Linked DNA regions of Sus scrofa: all the other regions are linked to region 4. The links are chromatin contacts, called in public HiChIP or PLAC-seq and promoter capture Hi-C maps. All regions are on one chromosome and are shown on one strand. Each heading gives the region's core, a stretch centred on a gene start, on an enhancer-like site or on the middle of the called end of the contact. The rest is flanking DNA. Distances are from core to core; before and after follow the strand shown. Region 1 overlaps EIF2B2 (translation initiation factor eIF-2B subunit beta). Region 2 overlaps JDP2 (jun dimerization protein 2). Region 3 holds the start of NEK9 (serine/threonine-protein kinase Nek9). Region 4 has its middle 15 kb from the start of FOS. Region 5 holds the start of FLVCR2 (feline leukemia virus subgroup C cellular receptor family member 2).

Region 1 (3,758 bases), core at 1,112-3,611, 230 kb after region 4:
GAGTCTAATCGGAGCTATAGCTGCCGACCTACACAGAGCCACAGTAATGTGGGATCTGAGCCACATCTACAACCTACACCACAGCTCATGGCAATGCCGGATCCTTAACCAACTGAGCAAGGCCAGGGATTGAACCTGCAACCTCACAGTTCCTAGTCAGATTCATTAACCACTGAGCCACACGGGAACTCCTAATTTTATTTTTTAAACTGGGAGACTCTTGAACCATTTACAAGGGATGCTTGATCCTGTCAGGCCTGGAAAAGGCCAGATGGCTGAGAGCCCTGAGCATCACTGAGGGACTTGGATCCCCATTGTAGATGTGCATTGTAGACCTTCAGAGCCTCTGAAATCTGAAAGCCGTTCATCTTCTTTGATTTTCAAAATATGCCCTTTTATCCTGTTTACAATGTAAGTTTATTTTGTAAATGTCATAATGGATCAAAGGCAAAGTTCTATCATAATTATCACAGAAGTATAATTCATGAAGGTCAAATTTTGGTAGTTTTACTATTTCCAGAAAACAAATAGATTTGTTCCTAAAATTGTATTTACCTGGAATTCTTTATTGTTTAATACCAAAATCTCACTAATGGCATCTGAGATGAGAATAGCCACAAGATCTGCAGATGTTCAGAGAAATAGAGGGGACATATTTAAATTTCTCGATATTCTAGATTGTCACTCTGTTGGTTAGCTGCCACCAAGGAGATTTTTAGATAAAAGCACTTTTCTAAGTCAAGATATGTTTTTGTTACTCTTGAATACCAAAAGCAATCTATTCCTATAATTGACTTAATGTTTGTACATATTTTTGTAATGGACAAATATATTACTGATTTAAATTATGGTGAAATTAATGCCATCTAATAGCACTTTTTATGGCATGTTTCCACCTACAAAAAATATAACTGTTCAGTTATGATAGCATAAAGAATAAGCTATGAATGTTAAGCTAAAACTAGGATAGCATAAGTATTTATTCAGCAATATTTTTTGAGCACCTGTTATGTGCCTGGTGCATGCTGGGAACATAACAAAAATCCTCGCCCTTATGAAGTTTCTATGTGTTGTTTTGAAATATCAAAAATACAGCCCTGACATGAGTAAATTACTTTCATATATTCTGCTTCATTCAAGGAATGGACAACATCATGAACTTTGTTATGGATTATATAATCCTCTAGAATCAGGTGCAGGATTGATTTCTTAGGATTCCTAACTCTTGGTAATTCACATTGGCTCTAGTTTCAAGTTTGAGGTTACTCCCTCATAATTTATTATTTATTCCATTGTTTTGCCCGATACAGGATGTTCGGTATTCATCACAACCAGCTGCAACTCCTCCTAACCTCAAAGGAGTTTAAAATTCAGCATTTTGGGGCCTGTTCTGTGGTTACACATGCTGTCAGAAAAATTATAATCCATTTTTAAGTCTGAAGCTCTCATGCCATGAATTTGATGGTGTCATAGAAACAGCTTTTTAATCTTTAGTAGAAATAGGAACAACAGGCATTATCTATTTTGATCAAATTCAAGAGGAGAACTTTTATTTCAGTATAATCAATAACAATAAATGTCAATTCTTTGGCCAAAAATATTAAAGTTATAAGCTAAAAATATGTAATAATATAATTGAGAATCAGTCATCCTGTCAGTGAGAAAGAGATTTCCTGATAGGTTTGGCTTTGGGGTCAGGACATTCTGCTTCTCTTTCACACTTGAGAGTTTATAGCCTTGCTACTCAAAATCATGGTCTGTAAATAATGTCACCCAGGAGTTTGTGAGAATTGCACAATCTTGTGTCTCATCCCTAATCTACTGAATCAGAATCTGAATCTAATAAGATCAATAGGAGTTTCCTGGTGGCAGTGGGTTAAGGATCCAACCTTGTCACTGCTATGGCTTGGGTTGCTGCTGTGGTGCAGGTTTGATCTCTGGCCTGGAAAATTCCACATGTTGCAGGCGCTGCCAAAAAAAATTATCAAGATCCCTAGGTGACTGTCTGCTCATCAGAGTTTGGGAAGCTTGAGTCTAAAGCATGGCAAACTATGACCTAGGGCCAGATCTAGTAGCCATCACTGGTTTTTGTACAGTCAGGGAGATAAGAATGGTTTTTACTCTTTTTTTAAATTGATATATAGTTGATTTACAATGTTACCTTAGTTTCAGGTATACTACATTTTAAAATAGTTGAACAAAAGGCAAAGGAAGATAATATTTCTTGGGAGATTAAAATTACATGAAATTAATATTTTGGTGTCTGTAAGTAAAGTTTCATTGGAACACAGCTACAACACTCACATACTGTCCATGATTAAGAATGAGTAATTGAATAGTTGTGACAGAAACCATGTGTCCCAACAGCCTAAATCATTTACTGCCTGGCCTTTGACAGAAAAAGAGTGCTGACCTCTGATCTAAAGTGTAATACAATTACAGTCTTCATGGGTTTCAGAGTAGCTTGTGAATCAAAGTCAGCTGATTATAAAATGTGTGGTTTAATGAACCTTCATGGTATCAAAGTTGAATTAATAAAGCAAAATCAGGATATAAACATTAAGAATGTGGGGTTTTCACCTTGTTTTAGAAATGAAATACTAGTTCCCATCGTGGCTCAGTGGTTAATGAATCCGACTAGGAACCATGAGGTTGTGGGTTCGATCCCTGGCCTTGCTCAGTGGGTTAACAATCCGGCGTTGCCGTGAGCTGTGGTATAGGTCGCAGACGCGGCTCAGATCCTGTGTTGCTGTGGTCTGGCGAAGGCTGGCAGCTACAGCTCTGATTAGACCCCTAGCCTGGGAAAACTCCATATGCCGCGGGAGCGGCCCAAGAAATGGCAAAAAAAAAAAAAAAGAAAAGAAAAAAAGAAATGAAATACTAATGAACTAATGAGTTTTTCATCAGGGGATACATTTGTTGTAGTTTTTCCTATAGTTTCAACTTTTTAGGAAACAAAAGAAATAGTTGTGACTCTTCAGTTTGTGTGCTTCTCTTAGCTCATGTTGTTAAATAGTTTGAATTAACCTTTTGCTCCCTCACCACAACATGATTATTTTAATCTTGAGCTGAGAATTTGAAATCCTGGTCCTCCTTGCTGGTCTTCTAGGTGGAAACCTGCTAGTCTTAGTGGACCAGCACGCCGCCCATGAGCGCATCCGCCTGGAGCAGCTGATTGCTGGTAAGAATCTCCTGAGGTCTAGGAAAGCTTGGAGACTCCCCGGCAGAATTAATGTACCTGAAGGAGTTTTTCCAACTGTGACTATTGAGAAAAAAGATTAATTATAGTTTAAAAAATTAATGAAAAAATTAAGCTGGAGTCTGCTGGCTCAGGTTCTTTTATAACTGAAAGTACACAGTAATTCACTTTACTCATTCAAACACATGGGCCTTACTTATGTGGGCAGAGGCATATTTGCCATCTATTTATCATCAGCCCTAAGGATCAGGCTACTTTATTACGACAGTATGCCCGTGGGATCTCCCTTCTTCACAGTTCATCAAGTAGAGACCACCAGTACCTCAGAAGGCCCAACATTTTTGTTTTTATCTTAAAATGTAATTGTTTTTGAATAGGTAGTATAATCAAATCGGTTCCAATCGGAAAGGTGCAGAAGAATATAATAAAGTCTCCTTTCTACCTTTGTCCTTCATCCCACCCAGTTTCTCTCCCCAGAGGTAACCTGTATCACTAATTCATTATGTATTCTTCCAAAGTCAATGTGTGCTTTTTAACCTTTGCCACCCTTTTTTTCTCA
Region 2 (3,562 bases), core at 558-3,057, 150 kb before region 4:
TTCACAAAAAAAAAAAAAAAAAAAAAAAAAAAGAAAGAAAAAAAGCCCGGCCGATTACTGGCTGTGCTGAGCCTCATTGTAAAGTTTTTCACGCACCAAGGCAGGGCCCTCGGGTGCCCTCGTCCTCCTCCCTCTTGCCATCTCCTCCTCCTCTTCCTGGTCCTCCTCTTCCTCCTCCTCCCAGCCCAGGGTCACTTCTTCTCTAGCTGCTCAAGTAGCGGGTTGCCTTCCGACTCGGGCGTCTTGACGCTGTCCGTCCGAACGATACAGGTGGGGCGATGCCGGTTCAGCATCAGGATGAGCTGCTGCCGCTCCTGCTTGAGCTCCTCGATCTGGGTCTTCAACTCCGCATTCATGAGTTCCAGCCGCTCAGACTCCTGAGTGCAAAAACAGAGACGTGGTTTTTAAGCTCTCTCTGGGGACCAGCTCCGGGTAGAGGCTCTCCTTCTGAGTAGGCACAGGGCACTCCGGGCCGGCATCTGCCTGGTTTCTGCCTGCTAGGTTCCCACTGGAGGAAGCACAGAATCTGCTAGTAGCCCCATTCCCCTCTCCCCCTTCCCCGCCCCCCCATGCCCCTGGGGGTAACTGGCTTTCTTTAGGCCTTGCCCATCACTCCTGTGAGGTTGGCCTGTCCTGCTAGTGCGCTGAACCCAGGTTATACCCTGGGGCCAGTCTGGCTCATATCTCACCTCTCTTCCTCCACTCAATCCACTCCAGTCACAGTGGCTTCCTTGCTGCTGCTCAAATATCCCAGACACTGCCCTGCCTCAGGGCCTTTGCACAAGAAACAAAGGGTAGGAGAAGAATGGAGGCCAAGTGGATCCAGAACAGGTGCACAGAGGGTCCACAGAGGGGTTAGAGTTGGCCCACGATGACGGTGCAATGGCAAAGTGCTTTATGTTGATAAATGTACAATAAGGACATTCTGGAATGTGGAATCCGTGAGTCCAGTACAGTCATATAATTCCTCCTGAGACACGTGCTTCCTGGTTCCTAGTCTGCAATTATTTGAACAGCTTCTTCCTTATCGGCTGTTATCTAGAAGGTTTGCCCTTTGGGAGGCAATCAATAGTTATCCTTCTGGATCCAAAAGGGGTTTTCTGGGGGGTTTTTTTGTCCCGATTTTTTTTTTTTTTTTTTTTTTTGAGAGCATGACAGAGCTCTAAGTGAGGGAGGGTGAGAGGGAACATCGGTGAAGTTTTAAATAGGCCTCAGGTGAGATTTCCAGAGACCTTCCAGCTCGGTTGGGGAAGCTCCAGGGAAAGGAAGGAATGTGACTTGATTTGGGGGATTTACAGGTGCATGACATGGAATGGGGGGGGCCTACCAATTCAAGGCTCAGGGAGTCAACACAGTAAAATACAGAAGCCGCTGAGTGATTTTCTTGGGCTCTACCTAAAACCTTAGAACCGGTTTGAGGGTTGGAATTTACTCAAGGGCCAGCACAGTTGAGACCAGTGTTTCTGAACCAGAAGCAATTTTGCCTCCCGGGAGACATTCGACAATGTCTGGCGACATCTGGCTGTCACGACTGGAAAGTGGGTGCCCCTGGCATCCAGCGGGTAGGGTTCAGGGAAGTTCTAAACATTCTTTCATGCTCAGGACTGCGTGGCAAGAACTGTCTAGGGGCCAGGGCTGGGCCACCTGCGTCAGATAAAGAACGGGCTGTGCTTGCAATGGACTGTGAGTTACCACTCGGCCTGGCGGCCTCCCTCGGGTCTCGGGGCCCTGGGGCGGGGGGAGGCTCAGGCAGGCTCCAGGGCTGCTGTCTGACTGACTTCTTCCTTGTGCTCATCTCTGTGGGAGTGCCTGGGGAACTCGGAATTGCTGAGATGTGCAGTCCTCGTGACCAGACACGGAGGGAGAACAGCCTCAGAAAAGGAAAAAGTGCTCAGGGGGAAAATATTAAAAGCCAGCCATGGCAGCTCAGGGTTCAGCAGAACAGGGCAAGCCAGGGAGGCTGGCCTGGGCCACTGCTCTTGAAATTCCGGGAGAAGTGCGTCTCTGAGGGTCAGGAGAGACCCCGTGTGAAACCACGAGTCTGTGACCCATCAGTCTGGGCAGGTTGGTGCTAATCTTAGCTGCCTGCTCACTGGGTCTACAAGCTGGTGACCTTGGGAACATTTCTGACCACCCAGTTCTCCCCAGCCAAGGTTTCAGCTCCAAGTTCAAGTCCTCTGAGCCTCTGCCTCCGGGAGTCTCAGTTCAATACCCCCCTCCCCCAGGAGTGTTTGCAGAGGACCTGCTATGTACAGGGAATGCTTTAGAGGGTCCAAAGGCCCATGAACCAACACAGGTCTCGTGCAGCTTCCACTCTAAGGCGAAGAAGGGTCCATACAGCAGGGCAGAGCTTATCAGGTGCCCATCAGCCATCCAGGGTCCAAAAGACCTTGAAAGAGTAGGTGACATGGCCGGGGCTGACCTTGCTTTTGAAAAGTGTGTTGATTCTGGTTAAGGAGAGAAAGTGGGTGTGGGGGGCATCTCAAGAGGACATAGACATGGGAAACTTGAGATGTGTTTAGGAGATAAAAGTCCTCCACGGGAACCATAGGTCACTTCAGGACACTGTAGGGCACACATCTGGGAAGGCGGGTTGGGAGCTAGACCCGGAAGAGCTGGTGGGGGTTAGAAATAGAGTCTAGAGCAAGTTTCTTCACTTCTCTGAGCCTATTATCTCCTCTGTAAAAAGATGATGATGGTGGGGATTAAATGACTTCACGTGGGAAAAGCACTTCGTAAATGGAAGGCTTGGGGAGGCTTACGGACATTTTTCTTTAAGCTATGAGCAAGAGAAGAAGGATGAAGAGGAGGAGAGAGGAGGAGAAAACTTGGCAAGTCTTGAAACTGCCCGAATTTGAAATATGGGAGGTGGAGAAGAGAGCTGTCCTGAGCCTTGGGGAGGGTCCGAGCAAGGGAGAGGTGGGGGCCGTTCTCGGGGGAGCGCGAGGGACGAGTTGGGTTGGACAGTGAGTGGAAGTCAGAGCAGGAAATGCAAGGGGCAGGGTCGGCCAGGCAGCATCCAGCTGCCCTGCACACAGATCCTCGTCCTTGAAAAGACTGCAGGTCAAAACCACCTCCCACGTGAATATCTGTATCACACAAAAAGACCAAGTGGGTGTGGGGTCACCTGCTTCCCAAGCATTTATCTGAAAAACAGCATGCCAGATGAACACATACAGGTGATCCTGTTGTGACTCAGTGGGCTAAGAACCTGACATAGTGCCCATGAGGTGGCAGGTTCAATTCTTGGCCTTGCTCAGTGGGTTAAGGAGCTGGCATTGCCACAAGTTGCAGCATAGTTCACAGATGCAAAGCAGCAGGTGCAGTGGTAAAAAGAAAAAAATGTTTGAGTTCCTCATGGAATGTCCTGAACTCTGACAGTCTGGCTGTAAGGCTGTAACCAACTGCTTTTTTGGTTTCTTTTCTTTTGTTTTATTGGTTGGTGCTACATAGCTATTTACTGTGTAGGTATAAGTTGAGTGCAGCAGAATCTTTTTTGTTTGTTTGTTTGTTTTTTGTTTTTTAGGGCTGCACCCACAGTATATGGAAGTTCCCAGACCTA
Region 3 (3,862 bases), core at 1,339-3,838, 140 kb after region 4:
TCCCAAGCTAGGTGTCAAATCAGAGCCATAGCCACCGGCCTATGCCAGAGCCACAGCAATATGGGATCTGAGCCGTGTCTGCGACCTACACCACAGCTCACGGCAATGCCGGATCCTCAACCCACTGAGCAAGGCCAGGGATCGAACCCACAACCTCATGGTTCCCACTTGGATTTGTTAACCACTGCGCCACAATGGGAACTCCAACAAATAATTTTTAAGCCTATAATATCAAGCACTTTTCTAGGCACCAGTGTTATATAGTTGTGAACAAGAGGGCAAAATCCAGTTTCTCATGGAGCTTTATTCTAATGAATGGAGATAATAAAGTAAATATAAACAAGACATCAATTTTATAGATAAGTATTGTGAAGGAAATAAGGAGTAATGTAATCTGGTGGGAAAACTGTGTTATTTTGGATCAGATTGGGTGTGAAAAAGAGAAGTTTGGTTAAATATAAGTAAGTATAAAAGCAGACCATAATGACGTCTGGTACACTAAGAGAAAAAATGAATCCAGATCAAGGAAGACAGAAGTCCCTTGTACTCTCCTATTCAGACCCCATGTGGAATGTTATGCAGAGTGCCGGATATCGTATTTTAAAAAGGAATGTTGGTGAACTCTTAAAAAAAATTTTTTTTTTGGAGAGGTCAGAGGAATGTGACACCCTTTACCCCATTCCACCAATTCTCTTCCTCCTATACCTGCTGGCACTATCCACCCACTTAAAAGCTAGATGTGAGTCTCCTGGACACAGATTTGCCTCACCAACTATACCTAGCTGATCGTAGGGTTCTAAATGTTCTTCAGATGGCTTTCTTCATCTTTTTTTCCTTTTTTGGCCACAACTGCAGCATATGAAAGTTTCCAGGCCAGGAATCAAATCTGAGCTGCAGCTTTAATCTTTGCCACAGCTGCAGCAATGCCAGATCCTTAACCCACTGCACCAGGGGATGCTGGGGATTGAACCCACATCTCCGCAGCGACAGGATCCACCTCAGAGACAATGCCAGATCCTTTAATTGCTTGCCACAGCAGGAACTCCCTCAGTTCGGATTTCTTAAATTGGGCCCCATCTCCATTCACACTGATAGTACCTCAGTGCCTGTCTTCTGGCCTCCAGTCTTTGTCTTTCATTTTGCCATCAGAGTTCTTGGTAAAATATAGCTTTGGTATTATATAAAGTAACCATATTGTTTATTGTCTGAGCTGGGCACGTGAGCAAAAGGAGACTATTATGCTAGAGGAAAAGGTACAAATTGTGACTTGCCCCAGCAAACCGGGACATATAGTCACAAAAATAATACACTCCCCTGCTTAAAAATCTCCAATTTTCCACTGCCATGTTGCTGGCTTTGGCTCCCTCACTAGCTGTGTAACACAGCAGGTTACTTAACCCCTCTCAGTTCCTTCTGTATGCTACGAGGATTAAATGGGATGATACATGAAAAGAAAACCTTTAGCAGAGTTCCCGTCGTGGCTCAGTGGTTAACGAATCAGACTAGGAACCATGAGGTTTTGGGTTCGATCCCTGGCCTTGCTCAGTGGGTCAAGGATCCGGCTTTGCCGTGAGCTGTGGTGTAGGTTACAGACTCGGTTCGGATCCCGCGTTGCTGTGGCTCTGACGTAGGCCAGCGGCTGCAGCTCAGATTGAACCCCAAGCCTGGGAACCTCCATATGCCACGGGAGCAGCCCAAGAAATGGCAAAAACAAAAACAACAACAACAACAACAAAAACCTTTAGCATAGTGCCAGGAACATAATAAATGTTAGCTGTTACCTCTGTAGGTCATATTGCCACAACCTTACAATTGAAAGACAACCTCATAGTCCCACAACTTTACGACTGAAAGACAACCTTGGAGATGTAACTTGCCCACGGTCACAAAACGGATGGAACATGTTTCCACTCTATCACAATTTTCTTAGTGACTTGAGAGCAGGAAGCATCTCTTTGCAGATCCCCACCTCCAAATGCAGTATCTTGCACCTGGTGTTCGAAGAATCGCGGGACTAGATGGGCAAAGATTTTTAAAGACATGGAAGAATGTGAAATCTGAAAAAGAGGGGGAGATTGTCATGATAGTTGACTTAAAACACCTAGAATTGTGTGGAAAAGGGAAGGACCCAGGGTAGTTCTGGAAGAAGTAACCGGTGCACTGACTGAGATGACAGGGTGGGGTGGGGGTGGGGGGGCAAGTATTTCTGCTTATCTTTACTCTTCGTGTGTCTTTACTATAACCTCTTTCTAAACAAAGGGCGCTATCTGACGTTGAAAGAGACTGCTTCCCCAGCCACTGCCGTTGAAATAGGTCTGTGGCCAAGATGAGACTGAACAACCTTTGCACCTCAAAACTGTCTGGGGACCTGGCCAGGGCTCAGCCGAGGGGTCTTTAGACCGGTCGGTGATGTCCCTGCCCCTGCCAGAGCCCTTTGGCTCCATGCAGCCCCCACGAAGTGCTACCAACTCCGCCCGAGGCCTCGTTTTCCTCACAACCGGGAAGGAGAGAAGTCTTGGCCCCGAGGCTAAGCGAGCTGGCGGGCGAAGGCGGAGGAAACCCCCGCCGGGCCGGAAGCACCCGCAGCTGCTTCCGGGTCAGGGGGGAAGGAGCCACCATGGAGCCTCGCGGGGTGGCGGGGCTGGCGAAGCCGCGGGTCGGTGTCTGAAGCGGGAGCGGCGCAGCGCCGCCAGCACCGCCGGGGACACGCAGGCCGGTCCCGCCGCCGCCGCCGCCGCCGCCATGTCGGTGCTGGGCGAGTACGAGCGACACTGCGATTCCCTCAACTCGGACTTTGGGAGCGAGTCGGGGGGTGGCGGGGACGCGGGCCCGGGGCCCAACGCGGGTCCGGGGCCGCGAGCCGGCGGCGGCGCGGCGGAGCAGGAGGAGCTGCACTACATCCCCATCCGCGTCCTGGGACGCGGCGCCTTCGGGGAAGCCACGCTGTACCGCCGCACCGAGGTAGCCGCCCCCGTCCCGCCTGCGCGGCCCGGCTCTCCCCGCGCCTCGTCCTTACTTAGTGTCAGGGCGCCCGCAGTTATGTGTCTCGGGGTCCTCACCACTCGGCCACCTCACTTGCCCTCAGAGTTGGTTGGATCGCTGGTTTTACTAACTGGTCATTTTTTTTTTTTCTTAAACGCAAGTCATTGAACCTTCTCTAAGCCTTAGTTTCCCCATCTGTAAGTTGGAGTTAGTGGTAACTATCTGCCTTAAAAGTAATGTTTATTTTTTTAAGGTTGTTTTGAGAATCGAACGGGGATTCTTTCCAAATTGTATATTAAAATGGTATACGAGTGTTAGATCTCGTCAAAACTTCCTTCCCCTCTCATTCTGTACAGCTCTCCAAGGTCGGGGTGGAGAGGAGGGGATAGCTTCAAATTTCCCACATCCATGTCAACCCCGCTATCTTTGCCATAGCTTTGAGTTTAGATGTGAACATTGAGTTCGAGATTTTTCTCGAATGTCGCTGGGAAGATTGTCTTGTGTCGGTTTCTTCCTCATCCAGCAGCGTTTATGCATGGGATTTTTTTTTTTTTTTTTTTTTTTTTTTGGTGTATTCTAAGCCATTAGTTCTTAACTTTGCCAGGGATAAGGACTTCTTTGAGAATCTAATGTAAACATTGCCTCCCACCAATCCATTATTACACATATACACATCCATTGAAGAGATTCGTGGATTATTGATCCTCAGATTCAGAATGTGTACTGATTAAAACCCTGTAGTGGTGACTCTCCTTCCAAAAGCTAACCATAAACTCGATTTGATCACTAAAGGCTTAAAACTGTAGTCTTGGAATAGTTAAGCATCAATCAGAACCTTATGGGGTTGCTGAAGATGATTATCTGCAGTGCTGTTTTGTGT
Region 4 (3,616 bases), core at 984-3,483:
ACCTGGCCCTGCTGGGACCACACCCTCCGCGCAGCCCTCAGGCCGAAAATGTTCCTAGAGCTGCTGTGCAGGCCACACCATTCCTGCTTTCTTCCAACGTCACGCTATCGAGTCAGGGCCCAGACCCAGGGCCTACCCTGCCCCACCCGAGCTCCAGGAATCGAGCCAGTCTCAATGCTCGTCAACAGGTTCACTCATTCTTGAAACCCCAAAGATTTTGTTTGGGGGCTTTTTTGGCATTGTTCTGTTTTGTTTAGCCATGCCCAAAGGGTGGGGAAGTTCCAGGGCCGGGGATGGAACCCACGCCATATCAACCCACATCACAGTAGTGACAATGCTGGATCCTTAACCCACTGAGCCACCAGGGAACTCCGAAACCTCAAAGATTTTGGAGACTCTCTTCTCCTTTATACCTGGCTCCTCTCATAGGCAAGAATAGAGCTTCTGTTTACTAAACTCCTGATATGCCCAGCATTTTATAAGCATGGAATGCACACAACAGTTTTGGGGGTAGACACAATTGTCCCCACTTCACAGATGAGAAAACTGAGGCTCCAAGAAGTAGAGTGCTCTGCCCAAAGTCAAACGATTAGTAACAGGAGTTCCCGTCATGGCACAGTGGTTAATGAATCCAACTAGGAACCATGAGATTGCGGGTTCGATCCCTGGCCTTGCTCAGTGGGTTAAAGATCCGGCGTTGCCATGAGCTGTGGTATAGGTCACAGACACAGCTCGGATCCCGCGATGCTGTGGCGTAGGCTGGTGGCTACAGCTCTGATTAGACCCCTAGCCTGGGAACTTCCGTATGCTGCAGGAGCAGCCCTAGAAAAGGCAAAAAGACAGAAAAAAAAAAAAAAAAAAAAAAACAATTAGTAACAGAGACAGGACTCCACCCAGACCTGCGTGACCACAGCGATCACACACTGCTCAGGAAGGTCAGTGCCCAAGGGAACAAAGATCACATCTGAGAGTTCCCATGGTGACACAGTGGAAACGAATCCGACTAGCATCCATGAGGACACAGGTTCAATCCCTGGCCTCGCTCAGTGGGTTAAAGGATCTGCCATTGCCATGAGCTATGGTGTAGGTCAAAGATGCAACTCGGATCTCACCTTGCTGTGGCTGTGGCATAGGCTGGCTCCGATTCGACCCCTAGCCTGGGAACCTCCATATGCCACTAGTACAGCCCTAAAAAAGGCCAAAAAAAGAGAGAGAGAGAGATCATATCATCTTCCCTCATTCCATTTACAAGACAGCTAAAATGGAAAATAGATTGATAAACTGTTCGATGGCCCTTCCTTTTGTGCCAGGCACTATTTTGCACTTTGCAAATATCATCTCCATTTACCCTCCCCATATCGCTAAGAGATGGGTGGTTCTTTTTTCAGAGGAGAAAATTGAAGCACAGAGGAGAGAGTAAACTTGCCTGAGGCCACACAGCAAGTGATGCATCTGCCTAGACCTGACTCTAGAGGCTCTGCTGCCAGAAGCAGATCCCAAGAACAGGGCCCCCCGCCCCCCCCATGCGCCCCCCAATTCTCTGTCCTTTGACCTTCCTGTGTCTCCACCCTCCTCATCTGGCAGTCCATTTCACACTTCCCCATCCCTCTCTGGGGGTGGTTCTCTTGTGAAATTACTTTGTGAAACTGCATCTTGTGCAAGGCCGTCTAGATCACTACCTAGATTTCCCCAAAGAACTGAGAAGAAGGTTTATCGAAGCAAAGGCTTGGCGTTGCGTCTATGGAAATCAATCAATTACTTCATTCACCATCACAGGGTTGAGAGCACGTCTTGTCCCCAGACACACGGTGGGCATGATGGAGGTCTATGACACCCAGAACCTGGCCTCCACTCTCAAGGAAACAACAGTAAAGACAGCATGTCTGTGCACGGCAGTATTTCATAAGATACAGAGGAGAGGAGTCAGAAAAGTTGTTAACAAAGGAAGCGGAATTTGAAATAGCGTTTGAAAGAAGGGGCAAGCTTTGGCTAGCAGGAAGGGAAAAAAAGCAGTCCAGGCAAGAGAAACAAGAGAAGCGTGTTCTCTGTCCAAATAAACCAGATGCTCAGAAATAAACTAAAGAGAGGAAAATCTGGGACTGAGGTTTTTCTGCCAAGTTTTGCTATTTCCATCAGGGTAAACAAAGAAAATCTTTTCCCCCAGCCCTGCTGCCGTTACTGGAATTGGAGAATGTCCACCAGGGGGCAGAGCTGCCACTTCTGCTGCTAGAGCCCCAAGTGCAATCAAGCGAGAAAGGCGAAGGGTCCCAGACTCTTCAAATCTACCGGGTGGCTGGGATGGCCCGGGCCGATCCGTGGGCATCAGTCTTCTCGGTCTGAGCTTCCAAGGAGCAGAAAAGGGGTTTCCATCAGGCTACAGATGCCTTCTGCTATCGTCTTGACTGAGAAAAACTTAATGGGAGGCTTTCGTAACTTTGAAAAATGACCAAGTGCTTGTCTAAGACTGGTTGCAGGACAGCCAACTCAGGTTCTCTGGACGAGGGGAGCCATTCCAGCCACTGGGAGGGGGAATGCGTGTGGTTTGGGGGGACTACACACCTCCTGACCATCACCCCCAGGCCCTAGGGTTATGCTGAGGGCTATATGGGGCAGTAGGCTGCTACTGGCACCCTTTAGGAGTCCTGAAGTCAGTATTTAGCCTTACTGTACATTCCACTATCTGAGCCAGGCAACAGGGTCCTGAAGCCACAAGAACAGAGGGGGTTAGAGGTGAGGTGGAAGAAACACTAGTTTGAAATGCCCGAAATCTTGACATTTATCTCTCTAACTAGCTGTGCAAGTTTGTAGGGCTGAACCAATTTCTCTGTCTCAGTTCCCCCATTTGTAAAATTCAAAGGCTGAATTAAAGGAATATTATCTGATGTGCGTTCTAGCTCTGAAATTATGAAAAGCGCACACTCCTTGGGCCAGAAGAACTGAGGAATGGGCAGGGGTTAGAGCGGGGGCGGAGCTGGGGGGGGGGGCGTGGGATTTGCAACCAAGCATCTTGAAGAGTTAATCCCACACCCGCAGTCGGCTCCCCCAGCAGTGGCCACTGCGGCACTGCCCGCCCCACCCCCGCCCTCAAGGCCAGACGGCACACACCCACGGCTCCCTCCGAGACTTCTGGAATCTCACTACATTCCTCCCAGGAATGTTTATTGCCCTTTACATCTGCAAATCGCTATACATCAGCAACCCTGCTGCGCGATTATTAATCATCGCGGCAATATTCCTTCTTCCGCCTGTAAGAGGAATTGCGGGGGTCTGGATTTATGAAGGTGAAATCCGAAGGTAATTTGCCTGATTCATTCAATTACCAGCTAACTACAGTTAATCAAGTGCCTAGTATGAGCAAGGCACAGAGAGACTCATAAATCCAATTACTATGGGGTTCCGAATTGAGGGGTCCGAAGTGTAAGGGTCTTCAAAGAACCTCACTGATATTTCACTATGTCATGCCCCCCATCAATTAAAAAGTGACGGATGATCTCCCCTTTCAAGCTTGATGACACTGGGCCCCACCCCCACAGTTCATTTTACCAGGCTAGGTACCTGGAAGTGACCTTCCCAAGGTCACTTATCCCCCAAGGCACAGCAGTCATCCCAAAACCTC
Region 5 (3,656 bases), core at 1,117-3,616, 250 kb before region 4:
GAGGTCCAACTTGGAGTTCCTGTTGTGGAGAAGCAGAAACAAATCTGACTAAGGACCATGAGGTTGCGGGTTCCATCCCTGGCCTTGCTCAGTGGGTTAAGGATCCGGCATTGCCACGAGCTGTGGTGTAGGTTGCAGATGTGGCTCGGATCTGGCATTGCTATGGCTGAGGAGTAGGCCAGCAGCTGTAGCTCTGAGGCCCTAGCCGGTGGAACCTTCATATGCCTCAGGTGTGGCCCTAAAAAGTGTGCACGCGCGTGCGCACACACACACACACACACACACTCTTCAACTTGTTTCATCCCCAGACCTTGAATCTTCTGAACATTCAAACCCACAGGTTAAAGAACACTGGTTAAAGGATTTTCTGTTGCCTGTCTGTGCTGAAGAAGGCCTGTCTAATGCTTTCATTGATTGCTTACACTATGACCCAAGGGGCAGGAAAAACCTAACTGGCTTGAAAAACTTTAGCTCGGGTTACTTTCCTGATGGTGAAGATGAACAGAATGGAAATTTGCCTCGAAGAAAGTTTGGAAATTTCTGAGCCAGATGAGAACTTTCTAATGAAAGCTTACATTTTCTAAATGTAATGAATGCATAAGGGAAAACAGGCCTCCAAGAACAAAGGGTCACCGGTCACTTGTCAAACGTGGAGCCACAACTGCACATACTTGGAAAAGAGGGAGACCCCAGGCAGTGATCCAGATAAAGAAACATGCCATAAATAGCTGCTTCAAACATTTGAAGAAGGCACCCAGATCTACAACATGGCCACCTTTCTGAGTCATATCCATGTGGAAATGCAAAGAATCTGAGATTCTCCCTCCAAAAAGAAGACAAATGGTTAAGAAAGGAGCTTTCCAGGCCCTTCCAAACATTCTAGGCCTTGGAAATTCAGAGCAAGAATTCAACTCCATTCTGCTGCACTTGGCTCTAACCCCCAGGGAAGGAGTTGGCACAAAGCACTGCCCCCACCATCCTGGCTTCAGGTGTGTATAAAAGGTGAGAGCGGCGTCAAAGGTCAACCAGGGCCCGCTCTGCCTTTCCATGCAAGCAGGAGATCCTATGCTTCAGGAAACCTGGCGAAAGCCACCTGCCAACTTCTGATGACACAGAATAGTCTGACACCCCGGGACTGCTCCCTGAAAGAAGAGCTCTCCTGAAGGCACAGGTCCGGGCTGGTGAAGGAGGTTGAGGAAGGAGACCACAAACCAGTGTGTGTTCCCAAAGCACACTGGCTGCTGGGGAAGGAGAACATGCAGGTGACAGAAAAGGCCCCTCCTTTTGCTTCCCCACCACTCTGACACAGTCACCCAGTCACAATCACTCACTCACACTGTCACACCCAGCTACAGTCGCCCAGGGTCACAAACACCATTGACATCTGAAAACCACAGTCTCCACTCAGGCGGGCAGTTCGCTACCACCAACACGGCCAGTCCCACAGGGACGCCCATCCCCCCGGTCAACCACAAAGCCCCCTGCCCACCTGGTTGCCAAAGACAGCGATGGAGCAGGCCGTGGACACCTCATTAGCCCCGAACCACACGGAGGCGATGCGGGAGGGCATGCCCAGGATGAAGACCTGGGCTACGGAGCAGATGACCTGGCCCAGCACGGTGACCGGGAAGAGATGGGGCTTGAGGCTGCCCAGCTTCACCCAGGCCCCCAGGCAGTTGAGAGCAGAGCCGGTGAGGGCTATGGTGCGCAGCCCGAATTTCTCCAGGAGCCAGGCCACAGGCAGCAGCAGAGGATGTATGTCAGCATGTAGCACATGGAGAGCCAGTCGATGGCAAAGGCACTGACCCCGTAGAAGTTCATGAAGATGTTGTTGATGGAGCCATACTGGATCCACTGGAAGGCGTTGCACATGGAGTAGCAGCTAAACAGCAGGACCACTGCCCACCGGCGCTTGCTCACCTTGATCACGCTAAGGTCCTCAGGGCCGGAGCTACTGGGTTGGCCCGAGCTACTGGGTTGGACCAAGCCACTGGGTTGAGCCAAGGTACTGGGGTGGGCTGAACTACTGGGGTACACAGAGACACTGGGATGGATCGAGACGCTGGGATGCGCGGAGGTGCTAGCATGGGCTGAGAAGCTGGGGTGGGCGGAGATGCTGGGGTGGCCGGAGACGCTGGGTTGGGCAGCGAGGTTGGGGTTCTCCTGGAGTGCAGAAGTCTGCGACGGCGCGCCATCGAGCCCTTCGTGGCTAGGATCTTCATTCACCATGACCACAGCCTCTCCTGGCGTCCTAGACAAGTGCTGAGGACTCTAGACAACTTAAGAGACAGTGGCCTCGTCCGGTCACCTAGAGCTGACGTGGCACTTGCCCCAGCCCGCCCCAGAATAAACGGAGTTCCGAGCCTGTGTAAAAGCCGTCAGAGGGGCGCCTTCGCTCACCCCCAAGCTCTGCTCCCACGTTTCCTCGGCGTCGTCTGTCACTGACTGCGGTCCTGGCCGCCGGTGTCTTGAGTCCTCCCCAGGCGTCCTGCGGAGGTTCAACCTCTCCGTCCAGGAAACAGTTCTTCAGGCGCAGCCTCTTCGCCGGACTCGGTTCGCTCCCGGGCCGGCTCGGGGCCTCGCCCCCTCCGGCGCACGTGACCGCCCCGCCCCCGTCCCGCCGGGCTTCCCCCACCCCCCTACCCACCCCCCACCCCACCCGCAAAGCCTCCCGCCTTCTGCGGCAGCTGGCCGGGCGGTATAGTTGTTTCGCCACCGCTTGCGGGTGCATTCCTCCCCCACGCCCCGGGCACCATGGAAACCGCCCGGTTAACCCCCACCCGTGCACTGTCCCTCAAATTCATTTGTCCCCTCCCAGGCCGCTCCGCAAGAAAATGCCCATCGCCCTTCCGAGGTAATCCTGCAAATATAGAGTCTCCTCCCTGCGCACACGGATGCCCAGAGCCCTCAATCTGCTCTATGGGATCCAAGAGGGATTCCCAACTTTTTCCGACTTGGCTGGGCTCCCCAGCCCTTGCTAGACTTTGGGTATAAAGAGCGATGTGTGGATTTCCCGGGCTAGTTGCGCTCCCGGGTAAAGGCAAGTTGCGGAAACTCGCTTTGCTGCTAGCTTTCCCTGCGGACCGGGTCTTATATTGGGGAACTCAGATTTGAACCTGTTCCGCAGGCTCTTCATTTCTGGAGGATCCCTGGGCGACCTCCTGGGCGAAGACCTGTGGGTAGAAGGGCTGGGGAGCCGGAGACCTTGAAGACCATGGCAGTGGTGCGGTGAAATGCCTGGCACAGCACGGGTTCCGGGCTTAGGTTGTGGTCTCTGCACCCACGTAGCCCTAGGCTGCCACCTGCTGGTCCACAGCCCGCTGCGAAGAGTAATCTCTTATCAGGGGCTGCACGTCAGGCTTGCCCTCTTTTTATTTCAGACTGGGGAGGGATCAGAGCCCAGATCCTCTGTGGGTTCAAACACGCGATTAGCTACTCCTAGGTGTATTCTGTAAAATAAGATACTCCACCTCCCTGTGCCTCAGTTTCTTGGAAAATCTATAAAATGGGAGGATGAAATAATAGTACCGACCTCACAGTGTTGTTTTCAGGCTTGAATGAGTTAAGACTTGAAAGCACTTGGAAAATTCCTGGCAGATAGTAAGCATTCCAGGGGTGTCAGATATCCTGACAATTAAAAAGTGAATATTTGTATT

The links. Promoter capture Hi-C pulls out the DNA fragments that hold promoters and counts their contacts. HiChIP or PLAC-seq counts read pairs in DNA pulled down with a chosen protein or histone mark.
Region 1: a contact with region 4 is called in an H3K27ac HiChIP or PLAC-seq map of alveolar macrophages. The contact joins two enhancer-like sites. A contact is called at or near these places in 1 of 47 Hi-C or Micro-C datasets (epiblast stem cells) and 1 of 2 datasets of contacts at active chromatin or transcription factors (alveolar macrophages).
Region 2: a contact with region 4 is called in an H3K27ac HiChIP or PLAC-seq map of alveolar macrophages. The contact joins two enhancer-like sites. A contact is called at or near these places in 2 of 47 Hi-C or Micro-C datasets (embryonic fibroblasts and mesenteric adipose tissue) and 1 of 2 datasets of contacts at active chromatin or transcription factors (alveolar macrophages).
Region 3: a promoter capture Hi-C map of fetal liver shows a contact between it and region 4, with 7 times the contacts expected there. The contact joins the promoter of NEK9 here to the enhancer-like site in region 4. A contact is called at or near these places in 5 of 5 promoter capture datasets (fetal liver, fetal skeletal muscle, liver and 1 more), 38 of 47 Hi-C or Micro-C datasets (adipocytes, adipose tissue, alveolar macrophages and 19 more) and 2 of 2 datasets of contacts at active chromatin or transcription factors (alveolar macrophages and skeletal muscle).
Region 5: a contact with region 4 is called in an H3K27ac HiChIP or PLAC-seq map of alveolar macrophages. The contact joins the promoter of FLVCR2 here to the enhancer-like site in region 4. A contact is called at or near these places in 1 of 5 promoter capture datasets (liver), 4 of 47 Hi-C or Micro-C datasets (brain, fetal skeletal muscle, heart right ventricle and 1 more) and 1 of 2 datasets of contacts at active chromatin or transcription factors (alveolar macrophages).

The regions. Positions count from the first base shown.
Region 1 is chr7:98,229,609-98,233,366 of Sscrofa11.1, reverse strand. All of the region lies in intron 7 of EIF2B2 (translation initiation factor eIF-2B subunit beta), which reads right to left. It also overlaps a transcript of ACYP1 not described here. Among named protein-coding and RNA genes, the nearest start is that of EIF2B2, 28 kb to the right of the region's middle. Within about 2 kb of position 2,361, at least 2 of the 83 cell types and tissues checked have an H3K27ac peak or open chromatin away from gene starts, as enhancers often do. A contact at or near this core is called in alveolar macrophages, where this site is marked.
Region 2 is chr7:98,612,121-98,615,682 of Sscrofa11.1, reverse strand. It overlaps JDP2 (jun dimerization protein 2), which reads right to left. Exons shown (of 4, transcript XM_021099535.1): 4 at 1-377. The coding sequence ends at 192. Among named protein-coding and RNA genes, the nearest start is that of JDP2, 40 kb to the right of the region's middle. Within about 2 kb of position 1,807, at least 19 of the 83 cell types and tissues checked have an H3K27ac peak or open chromatin away from gene starts, as enhancers often do. A contact at or near this core is called in alveolar macrophages and mesenteric adipose tissue, where this site is marked.
Region 3 is chr7:98,320,798-98,324,659 of Sscrofa11.1, reverse strand. It overlaps NEK9 (serine/threonine-protein kinase Nek9), which reads left to right and starts at 2,588. Exons shown (of 22, transcript XM_003356752.4): 1 at 2,588-2,961. The coding sequence starts at 2,743.
Region 4 is chr7:98,462,833-98,466,448 of Sscrofa11.1, reverse strand. No RefSeq gene overlaps it. Among named protein-coding and RNA genes, the nearest start is that of FOS, 15 kb to the right of the region's middle. Within about 2 kb of position 2,233, at least 42 of the 83 cell types and tissues checked have an H3K27ac peak or open chromatin away from gene starts, as enhancers often do. A contact at or near this core is called in adipose tissue, alveolar macrophages, brain and 10 more, where this site is marked.
Region 5 is chr7:98,717,029-98,720,684 of Sscrofa11.1, reverse strand. It overlaps FLVCR2 (feline leukemia virus subgroup C cellular receptor family member 2), which reads right to left and starts at 2,366. Exons shown (of 11, transcript NM_001142840.1): 1 at 1,754-2,366; 2 at 1,490-1,751. The coding sequence starts at 2,229.